2 separate regions of the Mus musculus genome follow, and region 2 is linked to region 1. A link is a contact called in public Hi-C data. All regions are on one chromosome and are shown on one strand. The core of a region is the stretch at or near the end of the contact, and the rest is flanking DNA. Distances in the headings are between cores, read along the strand shown. Region 1 has its middle 58 kb from the start of Runx1. Region 2 has its middle 19 kb from the start of Gm30474.

The links. Hi-C and Micro-C count contacts between places; a contact is called where the count stands out from the background.
Region 2: a Hi-C map of the G1E-ER4 cell line shows a contact between it and region 1, with 1.8 times the contacts expected there. The contact joins two enhancer-like sites. A contact is called at or near these places in 1 of 15 datasets of contacts at CTCF or cohesin (the G1E-ER4 cell line), 8 of 484 Hi-C or Micro-C datasets (the G1E-ER4 cell line, the HPC-7 cell line, bone marrow-derived macrophages and 1 more) and 3 of 115 datasets of contacts at active chromatin or transcription factors (the HPC-7 cell line, large pre-B cells and microglia).

What each region holds. Positions count from the first base shown.
Region 1 is chr16:92,881,002-92,886,213 of GRCm38.p6, reverse strand. No RefSeq gene overlaps it. Among named protein-coding and RNA genes, the nearest start is that of Runx1, 58 kb to the right of the region's middle. Within about 2 kb of position 2,278, at least 61 of the 459 cell types and tissues checked have an H3K27ac peak or open chromatin away from gene starts, as enhancers often do. A contact at or near this core is called in the G1E-ER4 cell line, where this site is marked.
Region 2 is chr16:93,148,191-93,153,402 of GRCm38.p6, reverse strand. No RefSeq gene overlaps it. Among named protein-coding and RNA genes, the nearest start is that of Gm30474, 19 kb to the right of the region's middle. Within about 2 kb of position 2,687, at least 35 of the 459 cell types and tissues checked have an H3K27ac peak or open chromatin away from gene starts, as enhancers often do. A contact at or near this core is called in the G1E-ER4 cell line, where this site is marked.

The DNA.
Region 1 (5,212 bases), core at 1,029-3,528:
CTCATTACTGTTTTCATCTTTTATGTGTTGACTGCCACCCACAGCTGACATCATTCCTAACCAGCACACGGCCTCTAACACCTTCCCATTACATCAATCTTTCGCCTTGTTTTGATCACAACCTCCCTGCGGCCATCCCACGAATACACATCCTTGTAGCCTGTCACCCACAGCCTGCCATCATCATGGAGGAACAGCCCATCATAAGTCCCCTCTCTAGGTCCTGCACTCTTCCATAAACAAATGGACACTGGAGAGTAACGCTGTCCTTGAACACAACTCTCCTTATAATTTCCTTTGTCAAAAAGACCTTGATGTGATTGTAGTTGCAACCAAAGAGGGAGCTAGAGAAATTCACAGAGCAGACATCAGCATCCCCGTGACAATATGCAGAGAACAAGTGCTTGCATGGAATGGGCCACTGCACACACAGTGATATGGCCACACAACAGTAACCCAAAGGTACTAGAATATAATCTGTGCTATCTGAGTGTGGAGATGTATGCCTGTAAACCTAGCACTCAAGAGGTTGAGGTAGGAGAACCAAGAGTCCAAATTAATCCTTGGCTATGTGGCAAGGTTCAGAACAGCCAAGGGGTGTGTGGGATTCTGTCCCAAAACCAAACAGAAAAGTCTTGGTAACATATAATCTTCTATGAACATGGGCTGTTCACTGTTTAGATATTGGATGGAAACTAAAGACTGATTCCAGAAATGAAGCCCCACAGTGGTTGTTTCAGAACAGCGAGGTTTTAGGGAATTTCATTCTCCTTTTTTGTTCTGTTCTGAATTTTTTAATGTTACCTATAAACACACATCACCATTAAAATAAAATTAAATCTCTCTCTTGCTTTCTCTCTCTGTCTCTCTGTCTCTGTCTCTGTGTGCCTCTGTGTGTTGCATTCATGTGTGCATGTATGTGTGTATATGTGTGTGCATATGTGTGTGTGTGTGTGTGTGTGAGCGCACACGGGCATGCTTGTAGGTTTGTATGTGCATTTCTTTGGAACAGGAAGTTAACACTAGCATTGTTCTGCACGAGCTTTAGACCCAGTCCTTTTGAACCACGTTATCTCACTGGGGCCTAGAGCTTGCTCAGGGGTCTGGGTTGGGTGACCAGGCTCCCAAAGCTGCTCGTGTCTCTGTCTTCCCTGATGCTGGGATTACACCAGCCCCCCCCCCCAGCCAGCTTTGCATGTGGGTGATGATGATGGGAACTGGTCCTTGTGTTTGTGTGATGATGCTCAATGGACAGAGCTTCCTCCCAAGAGCTATATGGTCTTAAATCCTAACAGTTCTTTGAGGCTCAGCTTGACCTGCTCAGAATGCGTTCTGTACATTTCCCTGCAGGATCCTCTCCATCTGCTTTTAACTTGTTTGCAGAATGTTCCCCTCTTAGCACGCATGTCATGCATGGGCTTGAATTAGACCCATCAGGATAGTGTGACTTTTACTCCATGCCACCCTTGCTCTGTACTTAGAATGCATCCCATCATCTTTGTGTTTCCTGTGAGGAGCCACCAAATGCCCCCTCCAGAGTGGCAGGAGGTTTAGCTGGCATGTGTCTCTCCAGGTGGTCCATACAATGTGTGTTCAGATTAAGGGTATTGAAATCTCAAGAGATTGATTTGCCAAGGAAAGCACTTCCTCCAGTCAATTTAACACTTGTTTACTGAACTAGCCTACTTGGTGAGTTTCAGGCCAATGAAAGATTTTGTCTAAAAATCAATGTGGAGGATGCCTAAGAAATATCAGACAAGGCTGTCTTTCTGGCCTGTGTACATAACCAGATAGCCTAGGATGGCAGTGTCCCATAGAACTTTTCTCAGTAGCTCAGCCACACATAGAGAGCCAACCACACATCCTATTCTGTTATTCATCTTTCCCTGGAAACACTACATGGGTCTTCCCCTCTCTGAACAACTCACTTTTCAGAAGTAGGGGCAGCTAGCACTGGCCTAATGCTCAGGGCTGGGCTCACACCGGTCTGAGGCTATGTCAGCGCAGGCCTATAAATCACTCTCAGTTCTTGCCTCTTTCCTGTTGTGCTGACAGCATCAGGAAGCTGCTGTGCGGGCTATAGCCCACACTAACAACTGGCAGATAGCGCTGAGCTGAAGGAAGAAACATGTCGAAAGCCCCATTCAAGGCAAGTTGTTAGCAAGTGTGAACAATGCTCAGAATAACAGGGCTTTTCCCAGAGGCCCCCTGCAAGAGCCTGGCTGCTCACATCTGTCCCAGGCCACCAGAGTCTTATCTTGCCGGTACCATGTGCTCCCACTTATCTGCCGGCAGCCGGACCCCACTGATGTCAGCACACAGGCCAGCTTGCAGCGCTGGCCACCTAATGAAGATCAGGTGGTGGGAACGATGCGTTCTCTCTTTCGCTTGCTCTCAGATGGTTCGTGTGTTTCGACAGCAGACGGGAAAGTGTATTTCTAAGACCATGGTGTGCATGTTCATACTCAGAGGCTGAGTCTTCTCACAGCCTTGTCAGGGCTTGTTTGTAGCTGTTATCGATGTCGAGTTACCAAGGGTCCCCTGAGTGTCAGAATCTTGAATTATCCAAATAAGTCCCTCCCAAAGGTCTTCCTCTCAGTACTCTGAGAACCCTTTGTGCTTTTGATCAAACTGTAGATGGTGACGGAGCTGGCATTGCGGGACCAGGCATAATTGAACTTGTAGAATTAGGTAGAAGGACTGGTGTTGACCTCAGGAAACTGCTCACTATGCATATACATACACACATATAGACACATGGAGACACACACAAACTACACACATATACACAAATGGAGACCCACACAAACATATGCACAAACATAAATACACACTTTACTGTTAGCATTTGCATACAGAGTCTCTCTCTCTCTCTCTCTCTCTCACACACACACACACAAATACACACGATGGAAAGACATGTTTAGAAAGATAGAAGGCCAGGTACCATGTGTAATGACATTGTTCTCACCATGAAGCCACAAATGACGGGGTTTGTACTGAGCATCTCCTAGTAATAGGATCATGACCTTGACCCAGAGCTACCCCTACACAAAATCAGTCAAGTGTGTGTAACTTAATGGTGGCCAGCATCTAGAGCGTATGAGGAAGTATGGGTTCAAAGGAAGATCCCCTCTCTCTTAAGATGTTGCTGCATAAGCAATTTTGAACCTTGGCAACTTAAGAGCTCTACCATCAAAGGCCTAGAGAGAGATGACGCCCATTGGTGACCAGTTATCTCTGTTGTGCATAGCTCCTGGGCTAATTTTTATATTGCTCATGTGCATACTTGTACTCCTCACTTAAAATCAGGCTCAATGGGTTCAGGTCAATAGAGAAACATTCTTCACTGTGCCCAAAACATATAATATGGAGCTCAGGACATTATAGATGGCTGATGTCCATTGAGCATACGGTGACAACTACCACCCAGTATTCCTCTTCCTGATTATTCTCAGAACAGAATTTGATTTTCTATTTCAGATTGAAATGCAGTTTCCTGGAGATCATGCACATTGTGTGAATATAGTGTGCAAATGATATTAATCAAATAATAGTAAGAAATGGATAATATTCCATACAATGATAATGAACTTTGTTAGAAATAGAAGATTTTAAAACATTCAGAACTGAAGAAGAAAGAGTAAATATGATCAAGATTTTTTTTCCTCCAAACTGTGAAATAAATAAGTATCAGGAAAATTTCTTCAGAACTGTAGAAATTAGTGTCTAAGGCCAAGTGAGTCAGTCAAGGGTAATCTGCAAGGAGCCCAGAATTGATGCCGGTGTTCACACACCACAGCATTAAGCACAGAATATAATCAAACAACAGAATATTTTGGTTCAGAAAGGTCACCAACACTAATCACCTTCACCAGAGTTTAAGTCAGTAAAGTATAGCAGAAGCTTGTTCGAAAGAAATGGCTGGAGCAGTCAAAGCCAAGGATAAAGAAGGTAATGGTGACTCTTATGGTAGAGTGGAGCAGAGAAGAACATGGAACATTGAAAGCCTGGGATCGGGGAGAGGACATGCTGAAAACCACCCATACACACGAGGAAGCAGTGATGTGTTCCAGGCACAGATCAAACAGATGTTGGGAGAGGCTGTGTGACAGCAAGGAGGCCATGGGGACAGCCACTGGAGATTAGCTTCAGCCTGAAGAGGAGGCCATGGGGACTGGAGGAGGCTATATACCAGCTTCTTTGGATCTCCTCTAACCAATAAATAGCAGGAGCTGTGTAGAGTCAGGGGCAGGTAGATCTGGCATCTGCCACAGATAATGGTGTAGAGACTAGAGGAGTTTGTGGCCAGCTTTGAAGAAGTCAGAGTAGTAAAATTTCAAAGAATGGTAGAATGCAAGGCCAGAAGATGAAAGACCAGGTCTCCTCCAGAGGAGCTCTGCAATAGTAAGATCCAGACTCAGAAGGAGAGATGGAAGGATGTAAAGAGGGGACCAAAGATGAAATTCTCTGGTAATGCCAGATGTAAAAACACTGTTCTGAGAAGTAAAAATAAACACAAAGGAAAATGGGCATAAAGTTGAGAGCATTGTTCTTGGAGGGCCTGCAGAATCTGTTAAAGCCAAAAAAGGATGAGAGAAGGGATAAAGACAGGATAGAGGCTCTGGAAGGGAGGGGGATACAGAGTGAAGTCTTAGCAGCTTGTCTCGGTCGGATTAGTTTTTTGCCTACTGCCCTCTCTATGTAGTGAGCGGGCTCCGAGATATGATCCTGTTCTCAAGATGCTCACAGACCAGATAGGGAAAGTGGGCAAAGCACATTACACAGTTATGTGTCTGGATAGTAAGCTTCCATAATGCCATGGGTCTTGAAAGATTAGAGTGCAACATTTTAGAAATATCACATGAGAAACCCTCCCAAAGAAAATTACACAGGGGTCTTAGATTAAGAGACACACTCGTCTAGTGGAAAGCATAGAAGTGGGGGTGAGGACAATCGGCTCCTTCAGTACTTTTGGGCATACGAGCAGGAGAATTCAAGCTCAGGTCCTCAGCACCCTCTTAGAATCTTTTGCAGCTACAGGTGCTGGCCTGGACTCATAACCTTGGGGCTGGAGATGCACAGGCAGATGCCTGGCACACATTGACCAGTCAGCCTAGCCTAATCATGTGGTCTGGGCTCAGTGAGGGACTCTGTCTCTGAGCAACAACAAAAAAGAAAAAAGAAAAAGCTACTAAGAAGACATGTGACC
Region 2 (5,212 bases), core at 1,438-3,937, 270 kb before region 1:
GTATTAGAAGTACCCTGTCTGCTCATGACCCCCTGAGACTAACAGGACTGGGAGTCAGGCAGCCAAAGAGGTGTTGACAGGGTGAGTGTCTGCCTCTTCTACAGTGTCTGTTGTGGCTTCAGTGTCAGACACGGGGCAGACAGGGAGGGGGAGGAAGCTGGCACCGGGGAGCAGGGGACGGGAAGGGAAAAACTGTCAGCCCAGACTCCTCCGGCAGATGCTTAACTCTTTAAAAACCTTGTCTTCAGTGGCTCTGAGAAAGGAGTGGGCCACAAGATGAAGCAGATGTTGTCCTAGGAGAGAGCTGAGTGGCAGCTCATAGTAGACGTTTCTGTGGTGAGAGTGCAACCCTTTCCCTTTCAGCAAGTCCTGGTACCCCACTAGGAACCCGGAGCATTTCCGGTTCCTCTGAAGATACAGCTCCCCACCGGATCAGAGAGCACGTGTCAGAAGGACGGTTGGAAAGCTCTCTCTGTGGTTAGAAGACTCGGCCATATCAAGGCCTGTTTCTGATTTTGATAAGTGCACCTGGCTTATGAAAGAGAGCATCCTTCTTGGGAAATACACATTAGGGTGGTCAGGAAGGAGAGAACTGTCTGCTGCGACAGTTCACAAGATAGCAAATGAAAAGTAACAACTGAGAAATCAAGTCCAGAGAGAAAATAGTCTCTATCACCAGGAAGTTATTTCCAAATAGAGCTTTAAAAATAAGTAATAGCACCCCACCCCCCCACCCCCCGCCAAGTTTCTGCTATGCCATGAGGTCTCTTACCACATTCTCTCTGGAATTGAGGGCAATTCCATCCCCAGAGTCTGTCCTGAGCAGGATTTGATGTCATTATTCCCAAGAAGCTGATAAGCCCCATGGGAAGGGACTAGCTCTCTGAGTTTCAGAACCAGACAGAAAGCGGTGTGTGTGTGTGTGCGCGCGCGTGCGTGTGTTTCTATGTGTGTGTGTAGGTGTAGAAAGCTGTGTGTGTATACATATGTATACATGTATGTATGTGTGCAGTTATGTATATTTGTGTATATACGCATGTGTGTATGTGTATGTACACACATGTGTGGGTGTGTGTATACATGTGTGGGTATGTGTACACACATGTGCATGTGTGTGCATGCATGCATGTGCTTATATGTGTGTGCATACACATGTGTATATATGTGTACACAGGTGTGCATGTGTGTATATGTGCATATACATGTGTGCATGTGTGTGTGTGTGTGTGCATGTATGTATACATGGACATATGTCACATGTGTGTGGAGGTCAGAGGACAGCCATAGGTGCTGTTCCACATGCACAATCCACCTTCTCCTTTGAATTTTTGAAACAGGTTCTCTCATTAGTCTGAAGTTTGCCAAGAAGACAAGGCTGGGTGGCCAAGGCACCCTGGGGATCTGCCAATCTCCATGTCCCCCTTCCCCCAGTGTAGGGATTACAAGTTTGCACCACCACATTCAGCTCCTTAACAGTGGGTTCTGGGGATCGAACCCCGGTCCTCATGCTTGCTGTGCAAGCACCTACTCAGCTTTCACTTAGCTGTGACTGGCTATAAAATGCCAAAGTCTTGAGATGGCTCAGGGGTTAAGAGCATTGGCTTTTCTTCCAGAGGTTCTGAGTTCAATTCCCAGCAACTACACACTGGTGCACAACCATCTGCATGGGATCTGATGCTCTCTTCTGGTGTGTACTCACATAAGTAAAATAAATATATCTTTTGGTTTTTAAATGATAAAATCTCTAGCAATATATAGCTGACAGAATCATGTGAACTGGCCCTGTGGACCTGCTGGAGGCTCCGTGTCTTCTGGCCTTTCTCAGCTTTCCTGGGTTCAGAATAAAGCATGCTCGCAGTTGGTTGGTTCCAGAAGGTGGAGTTCTGAGCTGGCAGGGAGTGACAGATGACCCGGCTACTTGCATGTGTCATGAAGCAGCAGAAAGCGAGTGACACCAGTTTGAAGCAGCGTGTTCCTTTCTCACGGTCCCAACAGAGGGAATCTTAGTCCCACTCTTTCCGTGCGAGGATTCTTGAGAACTCTTGGTTCAGTTTCTCACTCAATTTATTAATTTCCCCTTCGAGTGTTAAGAATCAATGTAAATAACACATTTAAAAGTCTATAATGCCGGGCGTGGTGGCGCACGCCTTTAATCCCAGTACTCAGGAGGCAGAGGCAGGCGGATTTCTGAGTTCATGGCCAGCCTGGTCTACAAAGTGAGTTCCGGGACAGCCAGGACTACACAGAGAAACCCTGTCTCGAAAAACCAAAAAAAAAAAAAAAAAAAAGTCTATAAAACTAACTAGTCAAGGTATTCTCTGAAGTGGTTTCAGTACAGGGCAAATAGCCCCCCCCCCCCATGCTCTTACTGCCCCACGCTGTCTTTCAAAAATGACTTTTAAATCCTTATTCACCAGGACTGAGGTGCTTGAAAAAAACAACCATTTGGAACTTTTTTTTTTAACTTCAGACTTGTATATGAACACATAAGACACTCGATAAGAAGCTCGATGGCTGTCGTTTCTCTGGGGTAGAAAAATGTTAGCTTGTATTTAGGACTTTTTTTTTTTTTTGAATTGCTAGTTGTCGGTTTAGAGAATTTATTTTCTCCACTTAGATGGATTCCTTTCTGCCCTGTGATTCATAAGTCTCCTCGCAGCCTGCTGCTTGTTATGTCTGCCCTGCACGATTAGTCACCGGTTCAGGGGGTGCTCTATTTTCCCTTCCCGATCTGCACCACAATGCATCTTCTTCAGTAAGAAGTCATTTGCTGTTTCCAGCCACATCCTAGCTCCCCGTTCCTATTTGGACAGGAGCGGGCAGGGCTGCCTCTGATGGCTGGTGCGGACACGCACAGCCTTCTTGTGCGAAGACAAACTAGACGCTGAAAGGCAGGGTTGAGTGGGGAGGGGCCGGAGCATCTCAGAGCATTAAATAGCTTTCTGAGTGAGAACACTTCGTGATGTAAGTGTATTCTTGAGAACGCACTGCTTGGCGGTGAGATTACTTAGGCGTGGAATGCCATCATCCCGGCTACCATCTCCATAAAGAGTTCCTTAGCTTAGAGGACTCATCTTCAGAGACCATGCTTATTGGAATTCAGAGATAGTGTCTCCTGGGGTGCTCTGAAGTGAAGCTGTGTTCTGGTCACTCCAGAGCCTCTCCAAATGGCCGTGATCTCCAGAGCTTTCTCTGAGAGGAAGTCAGGTAGTGTGTGGACCCCCTGCAATTCTGTGGGTACTTGGGGCTATTTTAAGTTTGTGCCACTGACACCGCGTTTTTATTTTGCCTAAACCGAGTATAACATCACTTCTCCCTCATTATCAACACATGGGCAACACTTTCATCAGAGCAACGACAGTGTGTGTGTGTGTTTATTTTCTAAGACAGAATATTCTTCCTGTAATTTATTTAACTTACCAGATTTCGTTTTGCAAGCCTGGGAGGCAGCATGTTGGCACCAAAGCCAGGACAGTTCACAGTTTATTTCCATAATGACCATGCAAAGCTTCAAATGTATATTGAGTTCGGATGGGTCCCTCTGCTTTTAAGGAAGAAAGAAAAATGTATTTTGATGAGACACTGCCGTTTTGAGTACAGTTTTAGCTTTGTAAATTGCATTTAAGACAGTGTTATTTACAACATAAGGAAGCTTAATATATTTTCCAAAATTGTTGGTGATTTGACACTTGTATCCTTGAAGTCTCCGGTAATTTCATTATTCAGAGAATAGAACATATATAGCTGTGGGTAATGATTCTTGTTAGAAGTTTCTGGTGGCCTTCTGAAAGAATTAAAATGACTTTTAAATTTGATTTCTTGCATACTTTCAGAGTCCAAAGGTCACAATTCTCTATTAGTCTACCAAGGGCGACATCTAAGGTATTCCTGCAAGCCCCTTTAAGGCCTCCCTACTCAATTTAAGAGTTTGGATGTCACTACATTGAGTTCATGTAAAATATCACTATTGTGACTCATAACTTACTGCAGTTTCAATTTTTTTTTTCAAAACCTGCCTGACAGATGCACAGGGTGCTGGAAGAGCTATTCTGTGGCTCTGAAGCTTGCAAAACGGGATCTGGACTCCACAGAGGCAAAGCTCTTCCGGCTTTTGGAGCCCCCCCGATGTCATCTGAGGCCTGAGTCCCTGGGGTTGTTTTCAGGTCTCCCATGAGAGTTGTGTGAGGTGACGTCAGGTTTGAGGGTGTGGAAGAGTGGTCCTCACTATCGTATCCTGGGTTGAGATGCCCAGGATGCAAAACCACCAGGTGTCTTCTTGTTCAAGGATTGCTATCCAAAGTAACCTAACATTTAAGCTTCGAATGCATGCACATGCGATGAAGATGCACTGTGCCTTCTTCATTAGCCTGACTTCTGAATCAGTGATATCTCCTCTTCACCAAGCTAAAAACCAACGCTGAAAGGGACCATTTGAGCCAGACAGACTCTTCAGGCTTCCTGTTTCTCTTACACTCTTAGCCTTGCAGAGTCTGACACCGTGCCTGAATCAGCCGTGTTGGTTTCTTGTCTTCAGTTCCTACCTGCTCTGCTCAGCAAGTAAGGCCTCTGTCGAATGCAGAGTGTATATAGAGTTTCCCGTTCTCCGTTGCACAGTGCTTGGCATATAAACCGACACCAGACAAACTCTTCATTAGATAATTTTTTGCAAATTAGAATAGCATACTGTCCAATGCACTGTTACTAATTTCCTTTCCTTTTCACGGGATCACGCAACTATTTCACAGAGCAAAAGGGAGCCCCGGCCATTGCTCTAGGTCCACCAGTTCCTCATTAAAGGTGAAGTGGTGTGGGCGCTCCGTGTAGGCCTGTGCATCCATCATGCCTCCCTCAGACTCCTGCTACAAAGGTCTCTCTGGGGTACACAGACACTTGCAGCCATTCACACGTTTGCTGCTGAGCCCTGCCTGTTTTTCAGGTGAATGTAAGTGGAGAGTCTGGGCCAACCCACCTATGGTTCACCTTTGGCTCATTCATTCATCATACGGCCAACACAGTCACTTCACCTAAGTTCCTTGTGCCTCAGTTTTATCCTGCCTAACACAGGCTAAACCCCCGCACTGCGGGCCAGCCATTCTGACATTAAGCCATGGGTTGACACAGATGTTTTTGACAGTCACTCTCATGACTGCTATGGAGATAAAGATGCTAAGGTTGAGGCCTGGCGATGCTGTGCACGTCCCTTCATCTTTCA